3 separate regions of the Zea mays genome follow, and regions 1 and 3 are each linked to region 2. A link is a contact called in public Hi-C data. All regions are on one chromosome and are shown on one strand. The core of a region is the stretch at or near the end of the contact, and the rest is flanking DNA. Distances in the headings are between cores, read along the strand shown. Region 1 holds the start of LOC103629638 (BEACH domain-containing protein B). Region 2 holds the start of LOC100192669. Region 3 holds the start of LOC103629631 (40S ribosomal protein S14-like).

Region 1 (3,163 bases), core at 450-2,949, 330 kb after region 2:
TCGGAGAAGTTTGAAAATGTTACTATCCTTTATGCTCTTAGTGAAATAGTTATTGGACTGTTACAGAATGATCAAATATTGACCTATGCTAATCAAGAGTTGAACGAAACAAGTGAAGATTCTTCTATGTGCAAACAACCAAAATTTTTATTCAATTGCTTCAAGATTGCTAATACATTTGTTGACTTACACTTCTAAATGGGACACATGTATCTGTCCTGCCTAAGTGCCCATGAGGATGACCCCAGTCTATTTTAGTAATCTATAAGCTTTTTATGATATGCAGGTTTATGAGGCTGTCAGGTTTTCATTTCAATGCAAATCGAGCTAGACAACACCATGTCACAAGCAGGTATTTAAGCATATTTACAAAATCTCAAAAGATTTAGACGATTTTAATGGAAGTAAGGTGCTATTAGTTGTGTACTGGAGTTTACATCTCAGTTTTTAACTTGGTTATGCTTCATGTTTTTTCTACTTTATCTAATTTTGTTGGGCATCTCGCATTAAAGGAAGATGTTATTCTTTTCGAGGTTTGTGCCATACTCATAGTACAAAGTAAAAATACAGTTGTTCATGTTTCTAAGGGCATCAACTTCATTTAGCACGAGATGCCTTCCCTGCTCCATGACAATAGTTGCACACATTATTTTTACCTTCTGCTGATCGACCGACACAAAAAATTGTCTCTTGCATCGAACAACATTGCTACAATATTTATTTCATTGATTTCAGTGTGCTTCTAGCTACAATTTAGTCTCTCAATATCTTGAAAGTAGACTTAAATGTCTTGGTGTCATGGAATCAATGAAACATGAAGTTAGAAGCACACTGAGATCCAGTGGCTTGTGACCCCTTGACCCTTTAGAGGAAGCGCGCTAGAGTCGTTCGCAAGAAGAAGAGGATCGCCAAGAAGAAGTCTGAGGCTGCCGACTACCAAAAGCTTCTTGCCTAGAGGCTGAAGGAACAGAGAGACCGCGAGAGCTTGGCCAAAAGGAGGTCCAAGCTTTCTCTACCAAGGCTTTTGTTATCACGTCCGCTTAAGAATGTTCGATGCTTTGAGATGTTTTTAAGACCTATCTTGCTATAGCTTAAATACCTTATGTTACTCTGGTTGTGTTACAACTTGCAACTGCCCCTGTACTTGACAAATTTGTATTAGATGCTCATGCTACATAGAATAGGTTCCTAATTGTGACCAAATGACCATATACTAAATTATATATATGTTGCTAAGTTACAATACATACAAAATAAGTTTACCCCGACCAACTTGTAGAAAAACGTGTTATAGTGACTAAGCATATCTAAATTGCTCCTATGTTACTTTTATATTCATGCTTGTAATTCCATTTACTTCCATGTGAATATTGTGTATAGTAGCCATGACATGATGATAGATTGTAGGGGTCACTCATAAACATTACGTGACGTCAAAACGCACGGGCACTCTACTAATTAGTTATTATGTACATATTTTTTTCGCTCGGACTCATAAGCTAAACAAGTCAGCTCGAGCTCGTAAACGAGTCGAACTGATTCTGTAGCTCGTTAACTTAACGAGCCGAGTCGAGCTGACTCATTAGCTTAACGAGCTAGCTCGAACTCGGATGAACTGAGCCGAACTGGTTCATTATTCACCTCTACCTGTGGGCGTCGAAAAGGCGCCAAGCGTGGAAGAGAAGGAAACAGTTTCAAAATAGTTAACGGGCGGATTAGTTGGATCTTTTTTTTTTTTTTTGCAAAGCACCTCTCTTGTTCCTTCGTCCTCGTGTCTCGCTCCTCGCCCATTCCGCGCTCTAAACAATAGGCCTGCCATCGCTCGCGGAAGTCTCCATTCCTGCGCGCGAATCTCCCTCCCCTCCCAAGCGATCCCCATTGTCGAGGCCCGATTCGGATCACCTAGGTTTTCTCTTCGCGACCGGGCAGGCGGTGGCGAGGATGCGGCGCTAGGCTCGGCTCTGTGGTGATGAACATCGTGCGGGGAGTCGCCGACCTTCTCCGCAAGGCGCCGCCACCTCCCCCCGCACCGGACGCTGGTGCGGCGCCTACCGCCTCCTTCTCCGCCGGTGACTTCGACGACGCGCCCACCCCGCGCGTCGTCTTCAGGTATGGCATCGCATTGAAAGTCACATTAATCTATATGCTGATCTTGATTCTATAAACAAATATGTCATCAGATATTTTAGCCTTTTCTTTTTGGTGCTTGACTTGATTGCGTGTGAATGTTTCTCCCCATGATCTGTTGTCTGGTTCCAGTGGTAGTCTGGAGGAGGGAGCTCTGAATGCACTCTGGAAGAATTACGAGAATGCGCTTGATAAGGTACTTTTCTGAAAGCCTGGTAGTTTCATTCTAGTTCTGCTTACAGTTAAGATATTAAACTAGACACATATTGCCAATCTAAAAAATTTGCTAGATGTTTCAATATTTCGATGTAATTTAAGAGCCTAGTGGACTAGCCATACATTTTAGTGTCCATTTGACCGTTATCCATGGCATGGCTTAGTAATGTGTCATCCAAGCATACCTTAGGAGATGACAGGAACACAAATTGTTTGAACAAACAAACATCTTTAACAATCATAGGCTAAGTCTAATGATTTAAATAGTCTGTGTTAATGCCTGTTAAGCATTTTGGGCACCATGATTAGAGTTTGTTTGTGTGCAGCAAATATTAACCTTTGCGGAGCAATATATGTTTATCTGAAAGTTGAAGTTTGGTTCAACTTTAACCCAAAACTAGCCTTAACATGATGATGATTCATTTTTTCTTCTTCCAAAAATGTAAAAGTCAATGCTTTGAATGCAACAACTCGGTATTTTCTTAATGGTAATTAGCATCGATGTTTTTGCTTCATGATAACCTAACCTGCTGCAGTAGGGTTTATGCGTCTACTTTATACAGTTATATGCTGCATTACACCTTGTGCTCTTACAGGTCGAGAAGGAAAAATCTCTTCAAATTTTTGTCTTGCAATTTGTAGAGACATTCAGAGATTGGGATCCAAACCCAATTGAGCAATTGGTTGATCAAGAATTGGGAAACAATGAAACAGTTGTAGGATGCTCTTGCGGGCATCCTTCTGAGGTCATTCTTATTTTGATTCAGGAGATTTCTCTAATTACATCAACTTTTACTGAAAGTAAGCGGCTTTACTCTAT
Region 2 (3,080 bases), core at 97-2,596:
GAAAGGTTCAGGCTGGCCTATGTGGAGAGGGAAGCGAGGCTGGCACCCAAGAGGGCCAAGCGGGAAAGGCAGCGGCGTCGGCGCGCTGAGAGGGACTACATGATGGTTGACATCGACGCAAGGTCGGTCGCACTTGCTGCTCAAGCAAGCAGGAACCTGCGGAAGAGCTGATTGTTTCTTGTCTACGCTATCTGTGGAGACTTGAGAGTAGAGAATCATGAGGCAAGAAATGCTGTTCAATCCTTCTACTTTCAAGGCAAAGATAGCATACATATATGGACACAGTATTGTATAGTTGTATTGGCAGTAGCGGTAGCGTTTACACTGCCATGTACTAGTAATAGAAAAAAATCTGAGTGGGAATAACAGGGAAGGCGTGCCTTATCAAATCACAAATGGGTTGCCACGAGGATTTGTGAACATGCTCGTCCAGATTTCTTTGAATCTGGATGATGCGGTTATGTGAGGTTCCTCACGCAATTTGTTTAATCCGAACAAGATTCGTGTGAACTGTTGTATACGTAATTTTTTTCTTGGAATTTGAGAATGTGTTTGGATGCACTCGTATTCAAACTAATTCACTGAATATGAATGTGTCCAACTCTCCAAACAAGACCTAAATTATCTAAATTATGAATTGAGGTTGATACAAGTGCATCAAAACAAGGTCCAAATTAGAATAAAAATCGGAGCACAAACGAAATCTGTACGCACTGGGAACAACAGTTCTTAGATAGTTAGATTTATACGAATTCTAGATCCATACAAGAAGCTAGCAGAAACATAACCGGATCCGTCTGCACACTATATATAATATACCATATATGTATCTAATAACTTGGCAATAATGCCAAGAATGTCGACGAGCACCGAGCGCAAAAGCTACCGCTCACTCGCTCAGTGCGCAGCGACCACGTCCGGCGACGCCGCTGGCGCGAACGCGTCCATGAACGCCTCCACGACATCCAGCGGTGGGGACAGGAGCACCACGGCTCGGGCGGCGGCCAGCTTCTTCCGCAACGGGTACCGCATCCCCCTCGTGGCGGAGGCGGGCCCGAGGAAGCATGGCACGCCGTCCCAGGCGGCGGGCGGCGCGGGCGAGCGAGGAGGCGAGGAGGGCGGCGCCCACGCCCGCGCGGCACAGCGGAGGGAGCGGGCCAGGACCCTGGAGTCGCGGAGCCGCGCGAGCGCGCCCGGGCGGAGGAAGCGGTGCGGGCTGCCGCTGCCCGCGAGCTGCTGGCGCTCGGGACGGCGCGCCGGGGAGCGGAGGCGTCGGTCCATGGATGGCTGGCGTCGGCGGATGGGCGGATCGGGAGGGAGATTGGAATTGCGCGCGGGTTTGGGGAAACGGGAGGGGGGTTTTGATTTTTATGAAATCATGAGATGAGATGATGGCGAGCGGGACGAGGGGTGGACGGTGGAGGGAAACGAAAACAAGGCCGGGCCCGGGCGGGAATGGAATCGGAGGGTGATTTGGAAAATGGCAGGGAAGCGTAGGCGCCACTCCATAAATCTCCAGCAGTTTAGTTTACCTATACCACTACCTATACCCAAAGTAGTTTCCAGCAGCTTATTTATAGTTTATGCAAAATATACAGCGTCGCCTATATATACCACGCGTCGCACTTATACTAAATGCACTATGCCAACTGTCGTTCTTCTCGTTTCCATCCCCTTCTTCCCTTCCCTCACCGAACCTTGATTTCGGTGCCAACATTTGAGCTAGAGAACACGGCCGCCTCCCCCACCCCTCGGCTACTAGGACAAAGGTAGCATGCAACAAGCGCCGCCGCTCTTCGACCTCAACCCTTCCCACGAAAGGAGGCAACGCCAGCTGAGATTCGAGAAGATCCAACACGCACAACAGCGGTGACGATGAGGTCCCGTGCAAGGTGATTCCATGTGTTTCCTTCATTGATCTATTAATTGAGTGCCCGTGCATTGCAACAGAAATATATAATACCAGTATACTACGATAACTTAATATAAAATATGTGTTATATTATTATTAGAAAATGTTTCATAATCAATTTGTGATCCTAGCCACACATAAATTTTATTATTTTAATCTAGTTTTTTCATCACTACATTGCAACAATCAGTATCAAGCAGCCTTCGATATATGACGCGATTTATATAGTCTCATTATTGGAGAGCACGTTCCACACATGTCAAAATAAATTCCCTCGTACATCGTTAGTCATCAGACACGCACCACCATACGCTCTTGCTTAAACAAAAAAAGCAAATGTGTGTGTTTGCGAAGAGAATTAAAGGCAGACCGACACAAAAGCTACCATGACGGTGGCGAGGATGATGAACTGGTCAGTGTTGTCGATCATCCTCTGTGTCACCTCCGTCGCCAAGATGACGCCACAGTTCTCGATATAGTAGTCGTCGAACGCGTGCGACATGACGAGTACCGATGACTCTTGGTTGGGCTGCCAAACGAAGTGCACTCCAGGCTCATCAGTGTGCCAGAACCTCCTAAGTTATCGGGCCCACATGCACCTGTCTTTGTCTCAAAGACCTCAGACTGCTATGCATGTGCACCAGATAACTTAACATGATCCGTCCGATTGCCCCAAGGACACCGGATAAACCACTTACAACCAGAACCACGGGATTAAGTAACACAAATCACACACACCAATATTTTTGCAGCGGAAATCTTAGTACCAAATTTTACAGGTTACAAAAATTTTATATTATTTTATCGGAGTGATTACAAAAGTATAAGTTTGAAATATATGCTAGCTCAAATGACCATCCTCAATAAGAAGTATAGAAGGGTTACTTAAATTTATAAGAAGGCCGAGCCCATCGGCACTTAACACCATCAACAACAGCACAAAACTATAACCTAAAAAACAATAGGGAATAAAACCCTGAGTATGGAATTACTCAGCAAGACTTACCTGACTAAAGAAAAGACTCTCAAGGATATGCTGGATTTGGGAATCAAGGAGAGGCTTTAGCAAGAATCAACTTAGATACTTTTGCAGAAATAGCTTACTAAAGTGAGTCCTTACTTTCAATATTTTAACACCAGATTAAATATTAATAGACTCTGTTTGCAT
Region 3 (3,103 bases), core at 297-2,796, 390 kb before region 2:
ACGAATACAAACACTGAAACACCACTAAATAATTATGTGTCGAATGCGAAGCTAGTCGAACACGGATAGCGTCGGTAACAAATATTTTTGTGGAATATCGTGTTAGACACCATTACACACATATCATAGTTATTGTAATCATTTAGCCCTTCCTTAAGTCCAGGCATTAAAATGCAATTAGATTCATAAAGTAGTCTAGATGTTGATTGAAAATTGCAAATAAGTTATCAAGAGTAGTAAAGATTCTATAAGAATATAACCTTAATTACCCACACAAAATAATAAAAGTGAAGTATTGTTTTAAGCTGTGGTGAGCTTTTTCTTTGACACAACACAAGCTTGGCAAAAGAAGTGTGGGAACACCGGGTGTTCTCGAAGAACGTACCAAATTAAGGTTCATTGTACGTGGCTGCTTATCAGAGTTTGTGTAGGTTGATCTACAGTTTCTCCGACCCGATTTGTCATGAGATGCTTCACATGTTCTGCATGTGATGAGTGTTGTTTGACAGGACTGTTAATGGAGGTTCTGCTTCCAAGCGATCATATGCTTACTATAGTCGCGGCTAAGGCACATGCCCTCTCCAGCGTGTCTTGTTCTACTGACATGATTTTGTCGTGATAAAATTGCTCAATTTTGAAACAAGGGTTCTAGAGATTGATTTTGTCGTGATAAAATTGCTCGGGCACATGTCCTCACCACCATGCTCAATTTTACATGAATCTACAAATCATTGACGCGTACCGAAACAAAGCTTTTTATTGGGAGTGATTTTTAGATGAGGCAAAACTTAGCCGCCTCTACAGTGACTTATCAGACGTCCTTACAAGTCCTAACCATATAGTAGTGTAAACAATGTTGATGGTCATTATCTTCAAATAAACAAACGAATAAATAAAAGTTATCTCCGAACGTAAAGAAGCACAAATAATAAACAAAAACAATGAAGCGCTAAAGCCTCCTTGTCCTCTAACAATGTTTATGATGCCTCGACGTGAAGAGATTCTGTAATTAGAGCCAGAACTGTCGTTTGCATTTTTTCCATGAGACATACCAAACAACAATTTCACAAATGGCTTCACGTAAAAAGCAATTCTTTCTTTTGTATTAAAGAGGTGATGTCAAATTGCAATTTATCAGATGCAATCCAGCACGGGCAACCAGCCAAAACAACAGTAGCCCTAGTCAACAGCCAAACCTACGCTCTTAACCCATCTCTAAACAAAAAAACAATCGAATCCAGCGCTACCGTGCTTGCAGCCAGATCCGAATCCACCGCTACCGTGCTTGCACCTACGTCCGCTTGCGAGCCATAACCAGACGAGAAGAGGCTCGCTTACCATGGTTGCGTGGAGCGACGGGTGACCGGAGCGGAGGCACGCCTTGGTCGAGATCACGAGCACGCCGGCGCCGCCGAAACTTCCGTGGGGCGACGGATGAGTAGTGCTGGTTTATCTACGAGGCCGCAGCCCATTAGGGTTTATTAGACCCAGCCCAAAGAAATTTCCTCTTTTGCCCTCTCTCTTCTGTCACTGCGGCTGGCCCCATCTCTTACACCAGACCGTGCTTTTTTTAGGAAGAACACACGTTCTTTATTATTGGTTCAAAGTGAAATTAATCTCTGCTAGCTGCTTCCATAAGCCAATTAAAGAAGCAATCTAGTCAAAATAAAATAGGAGCCAACTCTATAGTCTTACTTGCACAAAGGTGAGCTACCTCATTTCCCTCTCTATTAACGAAAGATACATCAAAGGATCTGAAAACCACACTCCTCTATCTGATTTCTTGTCATAAACCTGCGATATCATTCCTTCTTCCCTCATCTGACCGGAGAAGAGCCACCAGGACAGAGTTGTCAATTTCTAAAATCACTTTTTCCATGCTAAGCATCTGGGCCAGCACCACGCCATCACGAGCATCCAAAGCTTCGCTGGTTAGCGCATCAGGGATGTGTTCATATAACTGTGCTGATGCCACCAAAACCTCTCCCTGCGAGTTCCTCATCACCACACCCACAGCCCCTTTGCCCGTCTCAGCAACAAAAGCAGCATCCGAGTTAATTTTCACCCAACCTTCCAATGGCGCTTTCCATTTAACCCGACAGCGCTGAGAGGCTTGCGACCCTGGCAATTTTAAACGAACCAGATCCTCTAGCATTTTCGCCACATGACTCATTGCAGCATATGGATTCCAACGGTCACGCCCAAACCTTCTAGCATTCCTTCCAGATCATAAGGACTAGGCACCACAAATAACCATCGTTTTAACTGAGTCAGTGAAGTGGTCGTTAGCCAATAAGTGCTTTGCCCAAGTGACCTAAAAAAATGGTAGTTTTATTCCCGTGATGTTTTTAACCACTCGCCAGAACTGCTTTGCAACTGGGCAATCAATAGCAATATGGAAAGATGATTCTCCTTCCTCCCCACACACTTTGCAGAAAATTTCATGAAGAATATGTCTTCTCTTCAATTCCTGTTTGGATGGCAAATAATTATGAAGGACTCTCCAACAGAAAATTCTTATTTTTGGAGGTATATTAAGCTTCCATAGTTTGCTCCACCAGCATTCTTCATTTGATGAACTTGCTGCATTTACAGCATGAGCCTTCCTGACACTTTGAGTCTGCTTCAACATTCGATAACATGACCGAACTGAAAACACACCATTTTTCTCATGCGCCCAACCCAGCACATCAGCATCCATCCGAGTGCCAGGCCTCAGCTTCAGAAATTCCTCAGCATCCATAGCAACGAAAGACTTCCTCACCAAATCAACATTCCAGCGTCTAAAGTTCGTCCACAGATTGCACTTGGACTCCTTCAAGATGGACAGTGGGCTTCAACTGCCGAAGACTTGGAATCCAGTTGTCCTCCCAAATACTTATTGAAGATCCAGGACCCACTCTTTTAATCAAGCCCTGCCATAAAGCTTCACGACCAAACAACACAGCCTTCCAGATTTCTGAGCTCTGCTTCCTTTTATTTGCTTTCAAAAAGTCACCATTGGGAAAATATTTCCCTTTAATGATCCTCGCACAAAGAGAATTAGGCCTTGTCATTAGTCTCCATCCTTGTTTTGCAAGCATCGCCTTGTTAAACAGAGGTA

What was found. A called contact is a pair of places that touch in the nucleus more often than the background predicts.
Region 1: a contact with region 2 is called in a Hi-C map of ear, with 1.6 times the contacts expected there. The contact joins the promoter of LOC103629638 here to the promoter of LOC100192669 in region 2. A contact is called at or near these places in 2 of 25 Hi-C or Micro-C datasets (ear and tassel).
Region 3: a contact with region 2 is called in a Hi-C map of ear, with 2.2 times the contacts expected there. The contact joins the promoter of LOC103629631 here to the promoter of LOC100192669 in region 2. A contact is called at or near these places in 2 of 25 Hi-C or Micro-C datasets (bundle sheath and ear).

Annotation. Positions count from the first base shown.
Region 1 is chr6:100,713,204-100,716,366 of Zm-B73-REFERENCE-NAM-5.0, forward strand. LOC103629638 (BEACH domain-containing protein B) reads left to right here and starts at 1,700. Exons shown (of 40, transcript XM_020539321.3): 1 at 1,700-2,109; 2 at 2,260-2,323; 3 at 2,940-3,144. The coding sequence starts at 1,970.
Region 2 is chr6:100,380,116-100,383,195 of Zm-B73-REFERENCE-NAM-5.0, forward strand. LOC100192669 reads right to left here and starts at 1,347. Exons shown (of 1, transcript NM_001137877.1): 1 at 706-1,347. The coding sequence starts at 1,281. The coding sequence ends at 898. It overlaps LOC103629633, which reads left to right. Exons shown (of 6, transcript NM_001329209.1): 6 at 1-367. The coding sequence ends at 171.
Region 3 is chr6:99,985,073-99,988,175 of Zm-B73-REFERENCE-NAM-5.0, forward strand. It overlaps LOC103629631 (40S ribosomal protein S14-like), which reads right to left and starts at 1,547. Exons shown (of 7, transcript XM_008650714.4): 1 at 1,339-1,547. The coding sequence starts at 1,341.